Regions from separate parts of the Rattus norvegicus genome. Here region 2 is linked to region 1. A link is a contact called in public HiChIP or PLAC-seq data. All regions are on one chromosome and are shown on one strand. The core of a region is the stretch at or near the end of the contact, and the rest is flanking DNA. Distances in the headings are between cores, read along the strand shown. Region 1 holds the start of Hdac4 (histone deacetylase 4). Region 2 holds the start of Ndufa10 (NADH:ubiquinone oxidoreductase subunit A10).

Evidence for each region. HiChIP or PLAC-seq counts read pairs in DNA pulled down with a chosen protein or histone mark.
Region 2: a contact with region 1 is called in an H3K27ac HiChIP or PLAC-seq map of oligodendrocytes, with 10 times the contacts expected there. The contact joins the promoter of Ndufa10 here to the promoter of Hdac4 in region 1. A contact is called at or near these places in 1 of 12 Hi-C or Micro-C datasets (Schwann cells) and 1 of 1 datasets of contacts at active chromatin or transcription factors (oligodendrocytes).

Annotation. Positions count from the first base shown.
Region 1 is chr9:100,195,005-100,200,511 of GRCr8, forward strand. Hdac4 (histone deacetylase 4) reads right to left here and starts at 2,633. Exons shown (of 27, transcript NM_053449.1): 1 at 2,556-2,633.
Region 2 is chr9:100,485,817-100,491,323 of GRCr8, forward strand. It overlaps Ndufa10 (NADH:ubiquinone oxidoreductase subunit A10), which reads right to left and starts at 3,448. Exons shown (of 10, transcript NM_199495.3): 1 at 3,315-3,448; 2 at 781-949; 3 at 1-29. The coding sequence starts at 3,389.

The sequences.
Region 1 (5,507 bases), core at 1,383-3,882:
CTCAGTCACCCCAGGGCCCAGAGACATCAAAAACCCTGGTCTTGGGCCTGAGCCCCACCCCCAATCTCCCTGTGCAGCAGGTGTCTCTCATTTCTGCATCTCCCTGGTTCCCCACGTCAGGTATTAATGTATTACTTATGGTAGCTTCAGAGTTCTGAAAAACCAGCCGTTTTCAATAGAAAATGGCATGGACGAGGCTCGACAGGAGTGATGAAATTTTCTTCTGCTCTGGCAATTAGGACGGCACAAAGTCTCCTTTCCTTTGGTGCCACCCCCAACATCAAAGGATTGGAATTCAAAGCCATTCATGCTGCATTGAAACCTCACAATGAGGCTGGAAAATGGAAGTCGATTACTGGGCAAAAATATGCAGTAGTTAAAAGGAAAGGGTTATAACGAAATTAAGCTGCAGCAGCCCCACGATGTGTGGAAACTTCCAGCACCAGAGCTCTTCTGGTAAACATCAAGAGGGGCATCATCCTAACACAGCTTCGAAACCAAAGTCAAGCTAGGTGCCAGGAGCCCCGTGAAGAGTGCCATGTTCTCTTGCCACCTCGCACAGCAGCAGCCCCTGACTTCTGCAAAGGTGCCACCTGGGGGCTTTATATGCTGCCCAGCTCCCTGACGCTGCTAACCACAGAATGTTCTTGCTAGGGCTGCTTTGGTCACATCTGTCCTTGGTCCCTAGGCTTTCCAGGCCTCTCTGCAGTCCACAGTCATTCTCTCCCCCTCAGGGCTCTCAGATACCCGGTAAGCAGCCGGCAGACCCCTAAAGGGGGCAGTGTTACCTCGGCCTTCTAGCAAACCCAGCCTCTTCTGGGTGATTACTGCTCTTCAGGAAGGCATTTGATCTTTAAAAGAAAAGCCAGAACACAGAAAGCCATAGAAGTCTTACAGTGTGTCGGGTGTGTGTTTTTAAAGCATGAAAATACTTCCCTCCCACACAAACGGGGAGTTCTTCTGGGGAAAGATGCCACAGATCCCGAGGAGTGGCAGATCTGGGAAAGCGAATGGGTCTTAAAAATAGACAATTGAACCTAGACTAGAGCTGCAGAAGCTACCTGGGGAAAAATGAGAATTTTTAACTAAATCTCGCATATTTTTTTGATATCCAAAACTCCATTCTGATGAAACTTCTAACTGGGTGGCATTTTGCATTTCCAATTATAATGGAGTAATTGTGTTGCCATAGAGACTGCAAAATTCTGCAATAACTTTTGCTGCCTTGTAACTGCTATAGTGTATATTTGTGTAGAAGCAGCTGAGTTTTCTTAATTCAACCTCCTTGCCTCTCACAAGCGTTCTACCACCACCACCACCACCACCACCACCACCACCACCACCACCACCACCACCACCACCACCACCACCACCTTCTTTCTGGATGGATTTTGAAACCACCACACTAGCTTTCATCAAGCCGGTCCTGAAATAATGCACGGAATTATCAGAAGCAATTAAAACTCCTGGCAACCTCGATCATATCACGGAGGAAAAACCGAAACCAGGTCAAGGTGCAAGCCGCCAGCATCCCCCTAGCCCCAAAGTGCGACAGGGCCATGGCTGTTTACACGTTAATACTCCGCAGGCCTTAAATGCTTAGGTGGTTTGTGGGAACAGGCAGAAACGCCTGAGCAGAGAAAAGCAGGGAGGCAAAGTGACTACACAGGCCTTTCCTTCCTCCCCGAGCAGGCAGAGTGGCTCTCGGAAAGCAATTAGGTAGGTCTCTACAGTAATGCAATTAGGATTTAGTTAAGAAAGTCATTAGTTCTAAAATAACTTAAGTTTAATTTCTGCGACGCTTTATTTGAAAATCGTGTCACAGCAGGTCAATTTACAGCATGCAATAACCAAAACACTGCTATCAGCGGCTGCAAGTTATTAACAAATTCTCCGTGTGCATTAAAGGAGAACACGGGTTCCACACCCGGCCTTTCCGACCGACTCCGGCGGTGTGGGCTACAGCCGTGCCTTCGGAACGCTCGCTCAGGGTGGACACCGGGTCGTCTCCCGGGCTAGCGCAGCTTCTCGCCAGCCCAACGACCGTCCGGGCCCAGCCGCGGCCCCCGCCCCGCCGCCCGCCGCCGCCGAGGGGCGTTTTCTGCAAACTCACAGGCTGACAAAGTTACATAAACGCCCCGGCCCCCGCCCCCGCGCGCCCACCTGCCCGCCCGCCGGCGCAGGCCGCTCTCCCGCCCGCCAGCCCGCGGCGCAGGGCCCCGAGGCCTCGGCGGGGCCGGGCGTCCACCTGCCGCCAGCAACCGGGCGGCGCGGACAATGACGGCCGGTGGCTTACCGCGGCGGCGGCGGGCCGCGTCTAGCCCTGCTCGGGCGCTCCGAGCCGCATCTCCTCAGCCTGCGCCGCCGCCGGCGGGCGGGCGGGCTCGGGCGGCGACGGCGACAGCAGTCGCGTTGAGCGGGCCGGGCGTGAGGCGGCGCGGCGACGGCGGCGGCGCGAGCAGGCGCGCGGGCTCGGGCTCGGGCGGCGGCGGGGATGGTGCTCCGCGGCAGCGGCCCCACAACCTCCCCTCCTCATTCACAAAAAATTGACCCACGTTGAACCATGATGCTGCTCCCCCTCGAGCGCAGAGCCGCGCGGGGATAGGCCGCGCCCTACGCCCGTCAGGCGCTCCAACCCCGCCCCTCCCGCCGTCGGCCCACCAGCCATTGGCTGCAACGGCTTTGCGTCACCTCCCCCCGTGGGCCCCGCCCCCTGCCTGGTTTCTAATGAAGAAAGCGTCAATTACGGCTCGGCCCCGCCTCCAAGAATTCAGTTGCTCTTCCATTGGTCCGAGAGTCCTAAGTCCGCCCTACAATAGCCCAACAGCCACCCCCGCTTCGCGGGCGCTGCAAAGGGGCTCCGCCTTCGATCGGCCTCTCTCAAAAGTTACAAACCCCATTGGCTCCCGGCCTTGTCAATACTAGTGAGCGGGGCGTACCGAGGACTCTCCAGGCGCTAGCTCTGAGAGCTTCGCTGTGGAGAAAGAGCAGGGAGCTGGTGCACGTACTGACTGATGCTGTTGACAGACCTCCTCGGCAGCCCGCGGCGCTGCCCGGGTCAATATAGTGTGCCTGAGTTCATGTCTCATGCTCTAAGGGGGCGCGCAAGAGCGCAGACTGTGACGGGGGCCCGGTCAGGCCTGGCTGCAACCTCCATCTTGGGCAAGGCACAGGTCACGTGGGCTGCGTGCGGGGGACGCCGAGCCCAGAGGGAGTGCGCAGGCGCGGCGGGCCCCGCCCTGCCCCGGGGCAGGCGCGCCGCTTGGGGGTGCGGCTGTGACTATGGGCCCTTGCGTGGCCGTGGGAACTGGGAATTCAGGGACCGTTGCTGTGGCGGAGGTGTAGGCTTTGGGTCGCCGCCACCGCGTCCCGGTTTGCTGAGACCCACCCCTTCTTTGCTGGGGTTCTTCTAGACCTGGGTCAAGCACCTATAAGTGGCGTACCCGGGTGTGGATGGGCATGAAAGATCATGCTTCTGACGCCCCTGGGTCCATTACCTTTCATCAGGAGAGTAGTGCAATTTCTCATCCTGTGTGCATGGTATTTCCAGAATCTCACATCTAGAACGAAGGAGAGAGCATCTGGTCCACCCTACATGGTCTGACTGTCCTAGGATGCTGGCCTGTCTACTAGGCCTTGACTTGTAGGAATTGAATAGAGACCGAATAGTATTTTTTGATCCGTGACTGGGGGATAATTGAAGGTATGTGGATGAAAACAATTCGCAAAATGCAATAGATTCTTTTCATTATCTCAGGGTAATAGTGAACTAGAGAGCTTCGTTCATTGGGAGAAATTCAGACGCTAGGATAGCTCAGCTGCGAAGCCAAGGGATGAATTGTGGAATCAAAAAGAGTAGAAGAAAATGACCGCACTTAGGAGTGCCAGTGCAGCTGCTTATAGAAAAGTACACTACCAAATTTACATACAAAATAATGCAGGATCTGCAGCCTGCTAACATTTAGATGAAACATGAAGTTCAGAAGTACTTGAAAGGATAAAGATGTGCAATAATCAGAGATTTGATGAATACTGAGTAAATACGAAGTAAGTACTGATGAATACGAACCTGAACAAAAGTTACATGAGGAAGTTCTGGAATATACTCTTAGATGCAGTTACTTTCAAATGATAGTGTTCCATTCCAGGGACGGGGGAGTATTACCGTGTGCTGATTGGACCTCACAGAATTGCATTTGGTACATAGAAGGGCTCTAGCAGCAAACAAAGTGTAGGGGAGAGGCGCCCCAACATCACCCAGGGTATCTATAAGGCTTTACAGAGTCCCATTCTCAGATAGAGGCTTGGTGTTAGAAACCAAGAGATCAGAAATAAAGATAGACCCCTAATACAAAAACACCCCAAAATTAGTAGAAGCCCAACAGTTAAAAAGTAAACACAAAAACTGCTTTCAGACTGGAGATAGAGAACACTTAACTGGCGCAAACAAGGCTCTGGGTTTCCCCCCAATATTGAGAGTGGTCAGGCCCAGCCAAATGGCCATACCCATAATCCCAGTATCTACGAGCTTGGAAGTAGAACCAGTCTAAGCTGTGTGGTAAGATACATGCTTGAGACTCTGGGTTTGATCACTGGCACCCAGAGAGGAAAAAACTTGCAGGCATGCTAACTGCCGTAGTGAATGTGCACTGAGTGTGCGGTAGGCATTGGGTTAAGCACATTACTTTAGAACACACGGCAGAAAAATCACAGTTGTATCAACCAGAGAGTACAGTAAATACCTAGGTATAACTTTGAAAGCAACTGAGGGCCGGCGTGATTAGAAAGAGGAGCAGGTAAGAACAGTCAAGGGGAAGAACGAAGGTAAAATCACTCCCAGAAAATAAATAGGCTTTTGGGTGGAAGTCGATGGAACTGTCTGTCGCAGCTCTCACTGACAAGCAGCCTTCTGAGCCAAGGCCTAGGCCTGGCCAGTTGTCAGTTGTTTGTAATATTAATCCTACAGAGACTTAAAAAGTTATGAAGATGGCTTTTCAAGTCTGAAAAAAGAAGATGGAATGGAAACTAATAATTTGAAAAAAAGTACTGAATTTCTACCTCATCAAGAAGAAAGACCTAAGCATTTTTTAAAAATACTTTAAAAAAAAATAAAGCCTGTTAGTGGGCATATGTGTCAGGCATATTATTAGCAATCATAAAAGACAGTACTGACCACTTGGCTTAATTAAAATTGTTAACATAATAAGCAGAGAAATAGACAAATCCTGGTCGTGAAGTCCCCTGAAATACTACTCAGCATTATAAAGGTAAACCACAGGCAGATGGATGTGAGGAGCTTGGTGACGAAACCAGACACCCAGAACACCCAGGAACCAGGGGACCAGAGACCAGAACAGTACTCTGCTGGACGGTGGCAGAGGGTTGTGTGGGAAGCGCAAGGTAGAGCTCTAGAAAGGGAAAGAAGACAAGCACATGGGGTGTGGAATACAGCTTTCATGAAGGTGGTTCCCTTTCAAGGCTCACTGGAGTTAAGAGCTACGCCTTTC
Region 2 (5,507 bases), core at 2,198-4,697, 290 kb after region 1:
TATCCCTGCTTCCGGATAGTGCTTCATGCCTAAGGAGAGAAGGTCTGGATGAAGCCTGGACAGATCACTCACACCTACTCCAAGTGTGCGGTTGGACAGAAACCCAAAGAAAATTTGAATGTTACTGTCGGGGATGGGCATCAGAATCCCAGGAAAAGTCCCCTCTGTGCCCACACTTCATCACGTGCTCAGGAAGCACAATGTGTGCTGTGCATAACAGCTAAAGAGCTTCTCCGTTCTCTACAACCAGGCGCCCCAGCACATCCCCTTCCAACCCTCACCCCGCTGCTTGCTACAGTCCAACATCCCCAAAGGCAAGCAGGCAGGTGGCTGCATGAGGAACTAAAGAGGTCAGCCTTTCTCCCATCACCCTACAGGGAAGCAAGTGCAGTGACAGCTCCTCTGGCAAGGCATCCTCAACTGAGGGTTCTGCTGCACTCCCAGGTAAAGTCCAACTCCAATTGGTAACTGCCACGCTGTTTTAATGTCACCTTTAAAAGACTAATACCCCTCCCCCAGTTTGGTCTTTTTGAGACAGGGTCTCCCCATGAAGCTTTGGTTGGCCTAGTACTCACTACATAGCCCAAGTGTACTAAATCTCATGGCAATCCTCTTGCTGTAACCTCTCAAGCACTAATGTTATAAGCATATAACTAACAATTAAAAAAATGTAGAAGACCTACTTTAGGTCAAAATTACCTAGTCAATAGCCCAGCAAACTCTAAGTGGGATAAGCAGCCACATGCCTGACAAGCCTGGGCCATTCTGCACGGCGCATACCTAGCTGCTCTGCGATGTCCCTTGCGAGCTTGTTTTTCCCAGAGCATATGTTGCCATCTACTGTTATCACTCGGCTGTACTCATGCAGCTTTTTGGTTGTCTTATCACCGAGAATGGAAGCCAAAAGCCCGTACCTCAGCTTGCAGTGCACACTGGTATGAATTCGTCCCTGAAAAACACATCATCACTCTGGTTACTGTGACATCAACACCTATTATGTAGAGTACTAGGAGGGCCAGCCCTCTTGTTTAATGGCCTGACTCCCTTCTTCCCCAGTGCAAGCTCTCTGAGAGCTGGCGGTTTACCTCCTTGGGTCTCAGAACACGGACGCTTTCTCTGTTAAGGAAAACCAGATGGATAGATGAACAGATGGACGGAAGGATGGATAGACACAAATGGCAGCAGGGAGGGGGACCTGACAGAATCAAAGTACCTCTCTGATTCAGGCTTTTGTCTTCGGCCTGTTACCCAATTACTCTACCACTGAGTATGAGAAAACTAGAAAACCTGAGCTTAAGTACAGCTTCCATGCTCTAACTGCAAGTGTGATGCCCCGAGCAGTGGAAACTGTCCCCAATCCACAAAACAGAGCAACATAAGCATTATTTTTGCCTTTCTTCAGTTCCATAATCACCCATGGAAGCTGAATGCCCAGGCTCTGTGGAAGAGAAGCATCACCTCCCTCTCCTGCTGCACAGAGGCAAAGGTCCTCCTCACACCTCTCATCTACAAGGCAAGGGACGTCCATATCAGCAGTCATCTCCCAGTCTATTCATCAGACTGAAGCTAACATAACCCACTCTCCCCACATGAAAATCACCAATCCGGGGACTGTAGGGGACACATAATTAAAAGGTAAATGATTGAAAGGGCAAAGGTAATGCAGAAGGCACAAAAGTGTCTAAGATACTCCCTCAGGAACCAGATGAGCTGTGTGCTCACTAGATATTCATAAATGCAAGTGATTTCCAGCACCAATGTCAGCAAGATAGCATACAGTAGGATGCTCTGCACTGCTAAGGAGTACAAATGGTCAGAGTCAGATGGTTATAAAACTATAGCCTCACTAACGACCCAGCCAACACATCACCCAATGATAAGAAACATTCCCATAAGAAATGTGCACTCATACTTAAATCAGCTTTTTTACATAATTGCCTCAAAGGGGAAACTACCAAGATGGTTTTCAACAGGTAAATGGATAAATGACAATATAACCAAACTAAGGAACTAAGGGAATGACTAAACAAGCCACAAAGACGTGAATCTTTTTTTTTCCCCCCTTGCTGTTTTTGGGGGTTGGTTTTAAGACACGAGTTTCACTATGTAGCTCTGGCTGGCCTGGAACTCCCTATATACCAGGCTGTCCTAGAATTCATATCTGACTGTCTCATGCTGGGATTAAAGGTGAGCTCCACAATGTCTGGCTTAAGATTTATTATTATTATTAAGATTTAGTGTGTATGTAAAAAGAGAAACAAGTAATCTTAATAGCTGTGCACCCCCATAAATGACCTGTAAGTGTAATTGTAAAAGTATATGTAAAGAAAGCACAGTGACCGGTAATATGGGTGACTGATTACACAAGTCTAGAGAAGACAAAATGAAAACATCATCAAAAGCACAATGGCTGTCATGAGAGGGTGGAAGATAAGTGAACATGGAGGACAATAGATGTTTCAGAGCTGTGAACTACTCTGTGTGGTACTGTAAAGGCCAAGACATAACACCGTTCGTTCATTGTGCAAAACAGTACAACTTCACAGCATAAGGAACGAACTCAATGCATGCAAACAAAACTTACTTAGGATGGAACACAGAATGTGACTGAACTCCCGAAATATAAATATGTGAGACAACCTCACTGAGGGGGTGATGTGGTGAAGACAGAGGGAGATGAGTGTAGTCTCTAAGGGTCAAGGTCAAAAGTGCACTGTGAATATACTCTGTGCTCTAGTTTGTGTGATCCTAATAGGGCTTAGGCTGACAGTGACATTCACACACACCACATCTCTTTCTGGCTCACATCCATATCTCTCTCACACACAGATCACTCCTGCTCAAAATAAAAAACCTTAGCATGATTGTCAACCCCTTTATAATTGAATACCTATGTAGTTCTAGCTACTAGAAAGCAAAGAAGCTATGATGTCGTCATAAAACGTGTCCTGTTTCCAGTCACGGTCCCCTAGGCATTTACTATCACCCACTATTCTGCATGCATCTTAGGAAGTCCTCTCCTCCCCCAATCTACCCCAAATCGCTGTTCCTGCTCCACGTCACGACACCCGAGTCTACAAGGCGTTCGACAAAGCAGCTTCACCAATCACTGAACGGATGAGCACGCGGGCCCAGGCTCCACGGCTCTGGCATCTCGGTTCCCCAAGTGCAACCGGGAATGTGAGTCCCGCTGCACCCTGAGCTGTAGGTGGAGGCCTCAAGAGCTCGTAGCTCAAGGGTCTGATCAACAATGCCGGAGTGTCAGGTCTCGGACAGGCCGAGGATCCAAGCGAGGAAAGCCACCCGCCGCTCACCACGCGCTGGGCTCCGGCCGCGAGGCCGCGCGCGGACGCCGACGCCGGGACAAGTCTCAGCAACCTCAAGGCCATTGCTTCGCTGCCTGCGCCGGCTCAAGGACCAGAGGGACGTGAACGCGACAGGGTCCTATCTTGTCCGCGGCGCGCTGACATGACGTCACAACCGAGTGTCCGCGGCGCCTGTCGGAAAAAACTACCCGAGATGGGGCAGAGCCAGAGGGAAGGGGCGGGGCTTAGGTCTAGATTGCGGCTCTGGGCCGGGGTTTAGATTGTTTGGGCGGGGAGCGTGCTACTTCCTCGACCCATACAGTACAAGTCTGGGGAAGGGCGAAAAGACCCACCCTGAGCCTTGTGAATTGCACGGAGGCTGCCAGTCTTGAGTTCGGGTTTCTCGCAGATGCTGGAGTTGTGTGACAAAAGTGTGACTACCCCCTCCTCTCTCTGGGTATTCTGTGGGGTGGATCCGCTCGCTCCCCAGATTCTGCAGTGAGAACCTGCTGCCTCTCTGCTCCACGCTCGAGCTCTGACAAGAGGATCCACTTCCTGGGTTGCATGGACCCACTCCCAGTCTGAGGGGAGGATCTGCTCACTGCCCTCCTGGGCGCTGTGGAGAGAGCCTATTCCCCATCTGAGTTCTATGGGTGGCACATTTTCCCTGCCTGCTTCAGAGAGAAGGACCTGTTACGGGCCTGAGCCCTGTGGGTGCTCACGACCGGTTTCTGAACTCTTGTAGTACTGAGAGCTGAGGTGGTCTCCGGTCTAGTACCACTATGTCTCCAGTGCAGAGCTCCCTGCCTCCCTTCCACAGCTACCGACATTATAGTCACCTCCTGAAAAGCTCTTCAGTGCCAAGACCGGGTCCTATCCTGTCCGCGGCGCGCTGACATGACGTCACAACCGAGTTAAGCTAAGGTGGAAGAGTGTGAAGAAGCCAGGAAAATGCTGATAGGGGGAGGATCCCCAAGACAAGAGGAGTTCTGGGTGGGTGTGGACTACCTTCCGGGTAGTTGACACAAAACCTCCGCATTTCTCGATTTCTAGAAATCCCTGAGTCCTTTCCAGTACATTGAGAACGGAAGGGGGGAACCCACTCCACATTCTTCTAGCAACCTGATCACCTCATTTCTCAACTCCCCTCCCACTAGGTGTCAGTCTCAGGCTCACCCTTAAGGAAAGACAGTGTCCTTCCTCCTCTGTGTTTGACAACTTCTACTAATGGCATAATGAAAAAAAATGGTGCATGTAATTAACTCAAGGTACTACTCAAGCCGCAGTCAGTCCGTCTGCCCCGAGTTTGCTGCAAGCTTTTGTTCTTAGTTAACCGTGAGATTTAAAAAAAAAATAATTATTTATTTTATTTATATGAGTACACAGTAGCCATCTTCAGACACACCAGAAGAGTGCGTCAGATCTCATTACAGATGGTTGTGAGCCACCATGTGGTTGCTGGGAATTGAACTCAGGACCTCTGGAAGAGCAGTCAGTGCTCTTAATCACTGTGAGCTTTGAATCCCTGGATTAGCACACCCCCCGCCCCCCCGTTTGATTATGTGTCATTCTTATAGTAATGAATTGTACTTGAACTTTTAAAAAGAATTATCTACATACTTACGAAGAATAATGGTCTATGGATATTAGTTAGGAATTCTTTGTCTCGCCTTAATATCAAGATACTATAGGCTTCAACAAAGCCACCTGGGGAGCATTTCCACCCATTTCATTTTCCCTGGATGCTGTGACCAGGGAGTGGGTTTCCTGATGGAAGTTGAGGCTCTCCTGGAACTGTCGGAGGAACTCTTCAGCTATTCAGAGGAAGAATAAGCCTACGTGGGTGGTATCGCTCATCCCCATTGGGACTCTTCTGTAAAAGAGTTGGGTCATGGATGCTTTCCAAATGACAGCAGAAGGCTGGGGACGATCAGAAAGAATGATGGAGAATGGAAGTTTCATATCTAGCCCTTGGCGAATGAGTTTTTAACTCACATTTGGTGACTGAAAACGGTGGCATCATTAGTGTAGTGCCTCATGTGTGCACAGAAAATACTTGGAACAATCATATTTAGAAAATGGGGGGTCTGGCTAGAAGAGCCAAAATGAAAGTAATGTTTCATTCAGCATGAGGAATAATGAATCAGCTCCACGGCAGGTTGTAAATCTGTCTGCATACTATAACACTCAGATTCACCACTA